4 separate regions of the Mus musculus genome follow, and all the other regions are linked to region 2. A link is a contact called in public Hi-C and HiChIP or PLAC-seq data. All regions are on one chromosome and are shown on one strand. The core of a region is the stretch at or near the end of the contact, and the rest is flanking DNA. Distances in the headings are between cores, read along the strand shown.

Region 1 (3,159 bases), core at 128-2,627, 470 kb after region 2:
CTGAAGTCCAGAGCAATAGAATGCTTATAAAACAAGTATTTGACTGTGAATAGTTCTGATTGACCACTTAATTTTGAGGCACAGGCATTTCACAATTGCAGAGTAATGTGAGGAATGGGGTAGTATATGCCTATATGTCCAGGTATATATAGAAACTGAGGAAGGATCAGAAGTTAAAGGACTTTTAGGGTTGTATAGTGGTTTGGGGGCTAGCTTGAGCAACTTGTCAAGACAATGTCTCAAAACAAAAATTTTAAAAGCCTATTGGAGTAACTCAGAGGTAGGGTATTTGCTTATAATGTATAAGATCCAAGTCAATTTAAAAAAATAAAGCACAGAGCACAAGAATATCACATGCTCACAAATTGTAGAAATAAGTTGGCAGGCTTGAATGGGTCACATTTAATTTAAATTTTCTCTTTTGCTTAGTCACTTTACAGCCCAATCAGTGACCCCTCCCAGTTACCTCTTCCATAGTCCTTCTCCCATCTGCTCTCCCCTTCTCCTCTGGGCAGGTAGGAGACCTGAGCAGGTAACCCCCAACCTTGGCATTTCAAGTGAGGCTAGGTGCTTCCTCTCCCACTGAGGTCAGACAAGGAAGTCCAGCTAGAAGAACATATTGAGTGGGTTACATTTTAGGCATTGGCTAAATCTGTCATTCTCAATGAGGACAGCCACTGACACCTGTGACACGTAGAGGTAGCTTCTACCTTGCTGCTCCCAGCTTGTAGTCACTGCCACTTGGGAGACTCAAACAGAAGAATCAGAAAGCCAAGGCTAGGGACAAAAAGAGATGGTTTAGTAGTTAAGAGCTCTTGGTGCCCTTGTGGAAGATTTGAATCTGGTTCTCTGTATTCACATGAAGCCCTCCACAAGCACTTTCAACTCCAGCTTCAGGACATCTAGTGTCCTCTTCTGACCCCCATAGGTACCTGCACTCATGTATAGATGCCCATACACAGACAGATACATGAACATGATTTAATTTTTTTTTCAAAAATCCAAGGATAGTTAGGGGCACGATGTACAAGGCCAGCCTGATGATCTTTAGGATTTCCACTTCAAACTAAAAGTAAAACTTGGGCTGAAGATGTAGCTCCATGGTAGAGCACTTGCCTTATGTGTCTGAGCCTAGCAAATGTCCCCAAGTCTTGTTTTTCTATGTAAAGTGCTAATAGTGCCTGGTTTCCAAGCTTGCTGTGATGGTAAATGAGATAATCAATAGATGACAGCGACAGCATTCTGCCTGGCACACAGCAGGTACCCAGAACATGCATTTTGTTTTCTGGGTTGTTTTTTTTTTCTCCTTTGGTATCTTGCATCTATCCTCTGACTCATCAAATGAGACAAATTAAGAAGCTCACTCCTAGGCTGCCAAAATGGCTCAGTGGGTAAATATGGTTGTTGCCAAATGTTATGATCTAAGTGCAGTCTCCAGGGCCCATATAGTAGAAAGAGAGAGCTGACTCCTTTAAGTTGTTCTCTGGCTCATACACAGACACACATAGTGCACAAACACATGCATGCATGCATCCTCTAAAAACAAACAAAAATACAGTAGTAATAATAATAATAACAATAATAATAACAGTAGTAGCAGTAGCAGTAGTAGTAACAGCAGCAGCAGTAGCAATAGTAATAATGAATTTTGCACTGCTCTCACATTAGAATTTTCTCCAGGAGCTGAACTTAAATTCCAGTATGGGCCCTAGGTTTTTAAGTTCAGTGCCAAAAGTCTTTCTGTCCCAGGTCAGTCAGAGGATCAGCAGTGGAGGTACATTTGGTAATAGGCCATTTGTCTACATGCTCTTCCATTCTTCCAGAGCTGTTTTTTGAGACCCAGGAGGTCCTGCTAATTGCTGTACCAAGACAGGGTGGTGCGGGAGCTGAGTGATAATTGGCCCCAAGAACTGAAAATGCATGAAGAATTTGAAAAGGCCTTTATATGAGCCTGACCTTCTGTAGAGGTGCACCTGACAGACACCAGTGTGGCCTGAAATGCCATCCCTGCAGAGTCAGTCCATATGATGACATCACAGCTAGGGTAAAGACCAAATCTAATAGCTAATTGCATATTAACAGGAGTTTGCCAATCAACAGTGTCCCAGTCCAGGCCCTGACGCAGCTCTTGCAGAAGCGTAATATCCTAAACCACTGTGATGCTTACTGTGGCACTAGAATAGAGTGAGTTCGTATCTTGGTTCGCTGTGGAGACAGGCTGGTTGAGCGTCTGGCAAGCTAATTTCCCCAGAAGCTTGTTTGACTAGTGAAAGGGGATAAGTCAAGGGCAATTACACAACAGTGCTCCAAAGTTAGCACCTATCTCTTCCTGGCCTTTTTTCTTTCTTCCCTCTACCTACACAGAAATGCCCTTTAAATATTTACTTGCCCACCTTGGCTGTGTATGGCAGACTTTGTCTCAGAAGTCAGCTTGATCCCTTTGAAAGTGTTTGCTAATTAGATCCTCCTGGAAGTTGGGCAACTTTAGATATGTTTATCCTGTGTGAAGCACTCCCTGGACCCTTGGCCCCTAAACAGAACCCCACAGAGGTCAGCTCTGACTTCCCCACTTGCTTTCTCTATCAGAGGAGCTCTAATGATTTCCCAGTTAAGCCAAATTGCATGCTGCTCTTTTTTTCTACCATTAGTTTTAGACATAGGTCTAGGTAGACATTAAGAGTGACTGGAGCTGAAGAGCTAAGTGCTCCTCATAAGTCTAATGAAAGATCCATTGTACACTGGAATTCGTTGAATACTGTTTTACTTCATTGCATGGCATCTAGACCTTGGGTATGGAGTTGAATATGATTTTTGGCTTGAAAAGAAAATCACTGCTGTGGTAACTCAAGGTTAATAGACCCAGTGGTCACTGCTCTCAAATACGTTAAGATAACATTTATTGCAGAAGGATCTGAGAACTATACTTAGGGTATTGAGGATGTTGGGTGTTTGGGATGTGTGTGCATGCTGTAAGTGTGGTTGTGTGCATGTTTCAATTGAACCAGCTTCCAAAGAGTCAAAAGAACCAATTAGGAGGACATTATGGTCCTAGGTCTTCAGGCGGTTTCAACCTGTAGGTCTACAGTTCCCTCTCATTTTATTACCTTCCATGTCTTTGCTTACTGATCAAGCCAAATGCTCATTCTATCTGTTGCCTCA
Region 2 (3,109 bases), core at 12-2,511:
ACATGAAAACACTCTGCCATTCGGTGGTATTTCTGTCTAGTAGTCTCAGTCTGGAAATCTGCTCTCTAAAGAAATTTCAAAAGTAGTTTCTCTTGAAAAGTAATTAGGGAGCCAGATTTTTTAATGCTTTCCATTTATTTGTAGAAAGAGAGTGTTTTTTTAGTTTACTTACTTATTATTATTTTTCAAACGTGCTCATTCCCAGTTTCCTCTCTGTAAACATCTCATTCCATCTTCACTTTCCTTTGCCTCTAATAGGGTACTCTCCCACCCACCTACCCAATCCTGCCTCACCTCTTTAGCACCCTCCTTCGATGGTACAACAGGCCTCCAGAAGACCAAGCATCTCTGCTCCTGTTGATGCCAGATAAGGCAATCCTCTCCTACATATGTAGTGGGAGCCATGGACTTACCCATGTATACTCTTTGCTTGGCTTGGTCCCTGGAGAGACCAGTTAGTTGATACTGTTTTTTTCCCCCTATAGGGTTGCAGTCCCCTTCAGCTCCTTCAGTCCTTCCATAACTTTATTTCTTATACAGTATGTCTGAAATATTTCTTCCATTTGAGGTATTGATTAACTACTTTTCAACATGAAAAAAAAAAACCTTAAATTCCTTAGATGTCAATCTTCTAAAGGTAACTTAAACATCACAGGCGGGGAGAGTTAGTATATTACTGAAGGCAATGCACTGAAGTTGGGGCTCAAGATACCCAACAGAAATGACTGTTCTGTTCCTAGCATCGCTTCGGTTCTATATTTTCGTCAGCTTCTGTACCAGTTTCCTATCAGATTCTTTTGTTTTTGATGAAAGCCAGCTTTGAAATTTTGCCATCCCAAATTACTTGGATACTTAACTGATTACTGAGAGGCAGTCAAATGGAAGTTGGTAATCTGTGCCAAATTACGAAGACAGTGATCAGAACTAGGGACACTCTCAGAACAAGGATGCTCCAAAGATCCAAAGAGCCGAGTTACCTTTTCTAGAGCTAAGGGTTTGGATTGATCATTTTCAAATGACTGAAGAAATGCTTTGTTTAAAAAGAAAAAAAAAAAACAGTAAATTGAGCATAAAGGTAGAATTTAGGTGTCCTTGTGAAACAAGAGAGACACCTGCTTTGGGAAAAACTGGAGAAAGAACCTCAAAGTCATAGGGAGGTTTAGAGCAAATGCTGTTTGGCATAGAATGGATGTGGTGAGTACCAACAGGCATGCTCCTACCTGTGGAATACAGACTGCTTGGCCACTTGGTGGAGGTGTTGGAGAAGGTATTATGTATCACCATAGAGTTGAGCTCTGTGACCTGACAGTGCCTTTGAACTCTGAAATATTATAAGCCTACAAATTTAAATCTAGTCTATTCTGGCTGAGGAGCTTTGCAGGGTAAGGTGGAACTTTCAGTAAAAGAAAAACAAAATCCAAAGAAATGGTCTTTAATACCAAAAGACTAGAATCACTGAATGTTGTAGCTAACACAGAACTTACCAGAGGTCTCCTCAACTGCCCCTCACTCTAAAAATGCTCATGCACAGGCCTTGAGAGTTTAAATGACCTAAGCAAACTGACATCATGTGGGAGTTCAGATTTCAAATGAGAGTTGAGATAAATATACATATGTTCCACAGAACTCTTCCAGGAAACTCTATTTTAAGAGAGCTGTAATAATCCACTCTTCCAATATTTTGTTTACATATAAAGCACACTTGGCTCTTTTTGTTCAATTTGTCAATGATTCATGATAATCAAAGGGTTGAAAAGCTCATTGGAAATTGTCTTTACGTCCAATGATACCTTTACGTTTCTGAGAAAAGTTTAGGAGCTTGTGCAAGCTTGTTTTTTCTCCTTCTGTAACAAGACAGTCTAAGAAAAACAAACTTAGTGGGTGGGTGAAAATATTTGTTTGATTTATACTTCCAGGGTATAGTCCATAATTGAGTAAAGTCAGGGTAGAAACTGAAGCCATAGAGGAGTACTACTTACTGGTTAAGTCTCTGGCTTCCTCATCTGCCTAAGGATAGTGCCATTCACTGTACTGGATTTTCTCATTCTGATTATTAACCAAGACAATCTGTCACAGATAAAACAACAGACTCACTCACCTGATGCAAGGAAATTCTTCAGTTTCAGCGTTTCAAGGTGAATTTAAGTGCTATTAATAAAAATAATAAACAATAAACTAAACAGGACAGGAGTGGATCAGTAAATTAGCAAGATTTTTAGAATGGCTCCAGACAATCATTCCTAAATTTGCCTGGAAAGACAATTTGTAGGGTCCTTAGGGGGGATTGAAATGAGCTTGAAGAATCTGATTACAGGTAACAGTCATCCTCTCTTGGCATACAGCCAACCTAAAAGCCTTTGAATAACTTCCCATACTCACAATGGGGTAGAGGATGGAGGCTGTACCAGCGATTTCTCATTGTGAGAGCTTTGAGAAAAGTTCCTACCACAAGCACCTTTGTGGATTTGTAAAACAGCCAAAAGCAATCCAAATAACCGTGATGGGATAATCCTGGAAATATCTTTAAAACACCAACTTTGAAATAAATTGAGAAGATTACACAGAGTCCTAAAAGTCTCCACACTAGAGGGAAATGGTCAGTCTGTTCTGGGTCCCCTAGTTCTAATGTGAGTTCACATCTATAGGCACTGAACTCCTGAATCCAATGCTACTTATACTAACTTACTCAGTGAAAGCAGATAGTTCATTAATAATCAGCATGTGTAGAAGCCTGTCACATGGCAATGACCAAGGCTTGTGTTTCTCATCGGGAGGAAGGACAGAGACAATCCCGGGTAAAACATAAGTGTATCTCTTTGAACTCTCTGATCAGAAGGAAATAACACATTTTCAAATTTATCTTTAAGGTTCTAATATAGATTTGATTGATATCTTCTATAATTCATCCAGGTTTTTCCCATGATATACCATACACTCCACAATTTAAAGCTGAACTGTGATTCTGGGACATTCCATCATTATAGGCACCTATAAACTGGTTGTTTCTTCTCCTGCAAATACACCCACTGACAGTGGTATAGATGTGTGAATGTGGAGTATACAAGTCAAAGTATAATTTTAGAACTGTATCTTTCACATTAGTAAGACA
Region 3 (2,912 bases), core at 369-2,868, 440 kb after region 2:
TTTCCATATGAGTGTAAAGTTGGGAGTTTGTTATTTAGTATTGTTGTTTATTTCCCATGTGTCTAATTTTCTCCTTTAAAGGCCATGTGTGTGTGTGTGTGTGTGTGAGAGAGAGAGAGAGAGAGAGAGATTAATTGATTGATTCTCCATCCTTTTCAGCATTCTCACTACCAGGTGTCGTTTAATTTGTACTTAAGAATATTATACTGCCTATCTAATGGTTTTTAATAATTTTTAATAAAATAAACAGAAGGCAATAGTGGACCAGGAGTCTGGAAGACAACTCTAAGTCATTGATCACTTTGCTGATTGCAGAAAGCACACTGCCAGCTTCTTATTCAAGTTTGGCTACATCGCCAGGCTTCTGCCCACCCAATTTGTAGCAGGAGAGATTTTTTTCTTTGTTTTTTTTTTCCACATCTACGTGCAATTTGGCATCTGTGATTCTGCAGGATACTTACTCTCCATCTGTTCCCGAGTTCCCCACTTTCATTTTTCAGTGCTCCCTTGCTTCCGCATGCCTCTCCTCAGTTCTCTCTCAAATCCAGCATCATTCCATCTTGTTACCTTTCTACCGAAAAATCTGGCAACCAAACTCACCCACACTTACTTTTTCAACAATTTCTGAATCTTCAACTCTTTCTTACTTTCAAGATCCAAGTGTCACTAGGCAGTCTTTAGGAGCTCGATCCAGTTCTCCCTTCTCTGGGCTCTCTGTGGAGCCCTCTTTTTGTTGGCATCCTTCTTGGAGCTTCTTACCTAGAGAGTTCAGAGTTCAGGCATAGTTTTTCTCTTCATTGAAAAAAATCCATTGTTGGATTTTCAACTAGTACTAAATAGAAGATGCTCAACACTCTGTAGAATCAACTGGACTTGCCAACCCCTGCTATAGTACTCACTCTTCAAAATAATTGATGAGTCTGGAGCTAGGAAAAAATTTCGAGGTCTGGTTGCTACAAAGCTTCTTTAAATTGTCTCTTTTGTCATAATTTGTCTTCACATGAATTAAGCTGATCTTGGATGGAAAACATCAATTCTAGGAGAACAGCATAGCTCAGACACAGAACTTATGAACAAGAGACTTGACTTCCAAAACCTGTAATGACTTAAATCCACAGTGAGAAAAGAGATAATAACTGGAATATAAGAAGCCTCAGAGGCTGGAGAAAGTGTGCCCTGTGAAACGACTGGGCTGATGTTTAGACCTCCCAGGGATGCTAGGCAGGGCAGTCAAAGGTTAATTTCCAAAGATGAATATGGATTGTCTTATGAACATGGCCTGGAAGCAGTAAGAGAGACAAACATGTCTGTTGAGATTCATTGGCTACACAATGGCTTTTGAGTTACAGTGGGGTTTAAGAAATAGAAACAGATTTTTTTTTTAACAAGCAAACACTTTTTTCCCAATTTTTAAAAAAAAAAAATCTGTGAAAAGGAAATGAGCTTACTACATTCAGAATTCTTAAAAGTAATGAGCCAACAGACATATGTAATAGATGCTTCCCTTGGGCCATGGGAAGGGCATGGCTTCAAATTAAGAATTGTTTCTTGGTACTCATGTTTATTCATTTCATTCATACAGTGGTTTACACCTCTTTTTTTTTTTTTTTTTTTTTTGCCTCAAAGCACCGAATCTTCCCCCTGAAAGGTTAACAAGGTTGAGTAGTTTGGGGGAGGATGGTGCCGTGTCTCATCGGCTTCATTTTTCATGCTCAGATGCCTGAGGGTAAAGTTTGATTCATTCCTGCATAGGATTCGGCGTAGAACCCAAGATAACAACTAGTACTCTCTGAATAAGGCACTCTCTTCCTCTCAGTTCCTCTTTCCATCTATCTTTCTACCTTGTCATCCTGAGAGCTCTGAAAATAGCCCACACCCAAGAAACTCATCAGTACAGAGAATTCTGAGGGAAGCAAGGGACTTGGTGTCGGTACTCTGCCTCACTACAATGCTCAACAATTCACAGCTGTATACCCACGAGGCAAAAAGCCTTTTCTGGAATCTGGTAGGAATTTTTCGACTCACACTTCAGCCTCCATTTTCTTTTTATTAGGTATTTTCCTCATTTACATTTTCAATGCTATCCCAAAGGTCCCCCATACCCACCCCCCCAATCCCCTACCCACCCACTCCCCCTTTTTGGCCCTGCCGTTCCCCTGTACTGGGGCATATAAAGTTTGCAAGTCCAATGGGCCTCTCTTTGCAGGGATCCATCCCATAATCAGCTTCCAAATGCTGACACCATTGCATACACTAGCAAGATTTCGCTGAAAGGACCCAGTTATAGCTCTCTCTTGTGAGACTATGCCGGGGCCTAGCAAACACAGAAGTGGAGGATCACAGTCCTGTGGATGGGTCACACGGCCCCTAATGGAGGAGCTAGAAAAATTACCCAAGGAGCTAAAGGGATCTGCAACCCTATAGGTGTAACAACAATATGAACTAACCAGTACCCGGGAGCTCTTGTCTTTAGCTGCATATGTATCAAAAGATGGCCTAGTCAGCCATCACTGCAAACAGCCTCCATTTTCTAAGCCACATCTTGGGTTGATGGTCTGTTTGAAACTTCAAATGTCTCCATAGGCTCATGTGGTTGAGCCCTTGCTCTCCAACAGGTGATGATGCTTAAGAAGATTGTGGAACCTTTAGAAGGTAGGCCCATGCTAGAACTGGGTTACTGAATGCCTGTCTTAAGGCTTTCTAGCCCAGCCCCATTTCCTGTACCCTCTGCTCCTTGATTAGGCTGTTGGTGTGACTAGCAGCCTTCGTCTGCAACCATCGTGCCTTCCCCGCCCTGATGGACTGGGCCCCCTTCACAGTTTAATCTGAAATAAGCTCTTCCTCCCTTGAATTTTTCATGTCATATATTTTGTTATGATAAGGAGAATGGTTACTAATACCATGGATAATGT
Region 4 (2,952 bases), core at 375-2,874, 430 kb after region 2:
AGGCATGACTGTGGACAAAATTACTCTAGAGCTGGGTCTTGATCCTGAAGATGTTAGGCATAGAGTAGCATGGCCAGATTTGGTCTTCAGTAAGTCACAGCTGTGAAACTGTGGAAGATAACTGAAAGGTTGTGTCTTCTTTACATAATGGGACAAAGCACACAGCCACCTCTGCCCATCACTCACTGTTGAGTGTAGTCTGAAGCCTTCCAAACATAGTCCTCTTCTTTCACAGCAGGGAGGCTTGCAAAGTGTCTCAGGGAATCCTCTCGCTTGGTAGACTCAAATGGAAGACCAGCCCTGACTATTCAGAAAGTCAAAATGTCCAAGGCATTATGAAGTGCAGTGGTGAGCGTTGGTGGGGCCCTGCAGATACGTTGTGAAAGCAGAATTAAGACCCAGGTGGCTGTACACTCTCTTAGCTTTTTGCACACCCTAGGGTGTTGGCTAGCACTGAGCTGTTGTACAACTGTGGGTTTTGCAAACTTGAGCTCAAAAGTTCCTTTCCCAAACCTGCTTCCTCCACATACTCCACCCTGTAACCTCACTCATCTGTGAAAATTTGGGGTCTCAGGGTATGAAGTAAAACTGAAAGTTCTAAAACAACGCTGGAGATCTCTGTTATCATGTCCTCCCCCAATGCCCCTATCAAGTCTGTTACCCTGCTTTGAACATACCTGTAATTCAGAGATGAAGTAAAAGAGCACTGGGCATACAGTCTAGATTATTGCTTTTGATTCTTGATCTATAGCTTTTGTGCATTTGACTGGTAATCCCTTTAACCCCCCCCCCCCCAAATGCCTCAGATGTCCAATCCCTGAAATAAAAACTCAACTAAAAGATGCCTGAGGGCTTCAAACTCATGGTGTGACTCCAGGAGCATCTGGCCCTGTGTGCTAAAAGATGACGAAAGGAACCAGCTACAGTCATACCAGTGTAAGACAGCCAAAACATCGCTAAGAGATTCCCAAATGATGCTGTAGACAAGTGCCTAGAAATACTGAAGTCCCTTAGCTCTTTTGTCAAAGGAGAAGAGGAATCTACACAGAAATACCTTACATTCTCATTTGTACCAAATAAGTTCACACATAGAAAGAACTCCCCAGAGAATCTTCTCAAGGTCATTCCTGGCCTGGGTGGCTTTTTATTTCCTGATAGCTTTTTGCAAGTGAAGTACACTATCTCGGTAATAAATCTTGTTTATACCTCCTGAGCACCATGGATTTGCTGTTCATTCTTTTGGAAATCAATGATGACTTAGAGATGATGTAACATTTAATCTGATGCAAAGTAACTAAATAGGAGTCATTGTTTTTTCTAAGCAACTCTCTATCAACTCTCATTTTTCCTGAATAAGCCTTAAGGCTTCTCAGAGATAAACAGTGACTTTTCTCCACTAAAATATTTACTTTCTGAAAGGAAAAAAAAAGCAACTTGCCTGGTCCTCCCGGTATGCTTTCTAAGAACCACAAATGTTTGGTCCCACAAAGGCACAGACCATATTAGCTTACACTTAGGACAGGAGCTTTGATGATAGCAGAACTTCTGAGTCACACTTAAGTCTTTGGGCAGATGTGCAACAATCTCATCTCTGGTTTTCAGTGGTCGGTATACCAGTTTCTCGTTTCCTACAACTGACATCACCATGGCTTTCTTTGTAGCTTAGACCAAAATCTCAACACAGTGTGTCAGTAACTACTTGAGAAACAGAATAGAAGTGACAAAATGAAATAGAAAAGCCCAAGAAGCTATGATATACATGGATAGTCCTTTGTAGGACAAATAAGGGAGAAAGAGAGGGAAAGCAGTTAGAAACCTCTAGTTCCTGGACTTACATGAAAGTAAGATAAAATAGGGTTGGCAAGATGACTCTGTGAGTAAAGGCTGAGCCTTTGTTCCCTGACCCTTCATGATAGGAACAGAAAAATGAGTCTTAGAAATTGCCCTCTGACATCTATTCATAAGCATGCTGGGGCATAAACACACACACTTCCTTTATATATATATAGTTAAATAGTTAAATAGTTAAATAGTTAAATAAATAAATAAATAAATAAATAAATAAATAAATAAATAAATAAATAAGCAAGCTTGGGAAAACCTCCTTGCCACCTGGACTGAAGTTGTTTGCATGCATTTGTCTCATATCAGTAACACTTCAGTCTCTTGTCCAGCCCTATCTCCCAAGCTCTAGAGTATGACAGCCAGCTCACTACTAGTTATCTACTTGGATACCCAATCCACCCCTCAAACTTCACATATCCAAAACTGTCCTCTTCCTCCTCCCTATCAAACCTGTACCCCTCGCAGCCTCCACACCACATAGGATAGCAATCTGGCTTTGCTGTGCAAAGGCCACACTACGATTCTAGTATGGTTCCCTCCTTCCATCATAGCCCACATCCTATTTGTCAGGTAAGTCCATTGTGTGTTCTCTCTCATCAGCCCTACCATCACCATTCCAACCTAACTATCCCCTCCTGTCACCCATATGACAGGAAAACTCCACTCATTTCCCCATCTTCTCTTCACCCTACTATAATCTGCCCTAGGCTTAGCAGCCTAACACATCATCTTAAAGTATATCTTATGCTAACCCTGCATTCAACAATATTACATTTATTTATTCTTTGCAAACATCAATGTTTCTTAATACAATGACTCAAAAGACCCTATGTGAACCCATCTCCATTATGTCTCTTACCTCATCATTTCACTGAAATCTCATCAGGTTATCACCGTAGGGCCCACATTCAATGTATCCACTGTTGTTTGTAAATGATCATCTCACCGTTGAGTGCCATGCTAAACAACATTTGAAGTCTCACATATGCATAATGCTCTGTAGTTTGCAAGTTACTTCTGGACATATTTTATTTAAGACTCGCAACAGTGTTGCAAGTTCTTGTTGAGAATTATTTTCCATATTTTAGGGATAATAAATCTGAACTC

What was found. Hi-C and Micro-C count contacts between places; a contact is called where the count stands out from the background. HiChIP or PLAC-seq counts read pairs in DNA pulled down with a chosen protein or histone mark.
Region 1: a contact with region 2 is called in a Hi-C map of the N1E-115 cell line, with 5 times the contacts expected there. The contact joins two enhancer-like sites. A contact is called at or near these places in 4 of 39 promoter capture datasets (the 3T3-L1 cell line, 3T3-L1-derived adipocytes and liver), 1 of 15 datasets of contacts at CTCF or cohesin (the NIH/3T3 cell line), 18 of 484 Hi-C or Micro-C datasets (the AML12 cell line, B cells, the CH12 cell line and 8 more) and 4 of 115 datasets of contacts at active chromatin or transcription factors (CD8 T cells, the NIH/3T3 cell line, embryonic fibroblasts and 1 more).
Region 3: a BATF HiChIP or PLAC-seq map of CD8 T cells shows a contact between it and region 2, with 6 read pairs. The contact joins two enhancer-like sites. A contact is called at or near these places in 2 of 39 promoter capture datasets (both in liver), 1 of 15 datasets of contacts at CTCF or cohesin (the NIH/3T3 cell line), 3 of 484 Hi-C or Micro-C datasets (B cells and liver) and 1 of 115 datasets of contacts at active chromatin or transcription factors (CD8 T cells).
Region 4: a BATF HiChIP or PLAC-seq map of CD8 T cells shows a contact between it and region 2, with 11 read pairs. The contact joins two enhancer-like sites. A contact is called at or near these places in 2 of 15 datasets of contacts at CTCF or cohesin (CD8 T cells and pro-B cells), 1 of 484 Hi-C or Micro-C datasets (Th2 cells) and 1 of 115 datasets of contacts at active chromatin or transcription factors (CD8 T cells).

What each region holds. Positions count from the first base shown.
Region 1 is chr15:62,336,004-62,339,162 of GRCm38.p6, reverse strand. No RefSeq gene overlaps it. Among named protein-coding and RNA genes, the nearest start is that of Pvt1, 300 kb to the right of the region's middle. Within about 2 kb of position 1,377, at least 5 of the 459 cell types and tissues checked have an H3K27ac peak or open chromatin away from gene starts, as enhancers often do. A contact at or near this core is called in the N1E-115 cell line, where this site is marked.
Region 2 is chr15:62,801,118-62,804,226 of GRCm38.p6, reverse strand. No RefSeq gene overlaps it. Among named protein-coding and RNA genes, the nearest start is that of Gm22521, 9.5 kb to the right of the region's middle. Within about 2 kb of position 1,261, at least 12 of the 459 cell types and tissues checked have an H3K27ac peak or open chromatin away from gene starts, as enhancers often do. A contact at or near this core is called in CD8 T cells and the N1E-115 cell line, where this site is marked.
Region 3 is chr15:62,357,432-62,360,343 of GRCm38.p6, reverse strand. No RefSeq gene overlaps it. Among named protein-coding and RNA genes, the nearest start is that of Gm41333, 310 kb to the left of the region's middle. Within about 2 kb of position 1,618, at least 11 of the 459 cell types and tissues checked have an H3K27ac peak or open chromatin away from gene starts, as enhancers often do. A contact at or near this core is called in CD8 T cells, where this site is marked.
Region 4 is chr15:62,373,438-62,376,389 of GRCm38.p6, reverse strand. No RefSeq gene overlaps it. Among named protein-coding and RNA genes, the nearest start is that of Gm41333, 290 kb to the left of the region's middle. Within about 2 kb of position 1,624, at least 6 of the 459 cell types and tissues checked have an H3K27ac peak or open chromatin away from gene starts, as enhancers often do. A contact at or near this core is called in CD8 T cells, where this site is marked.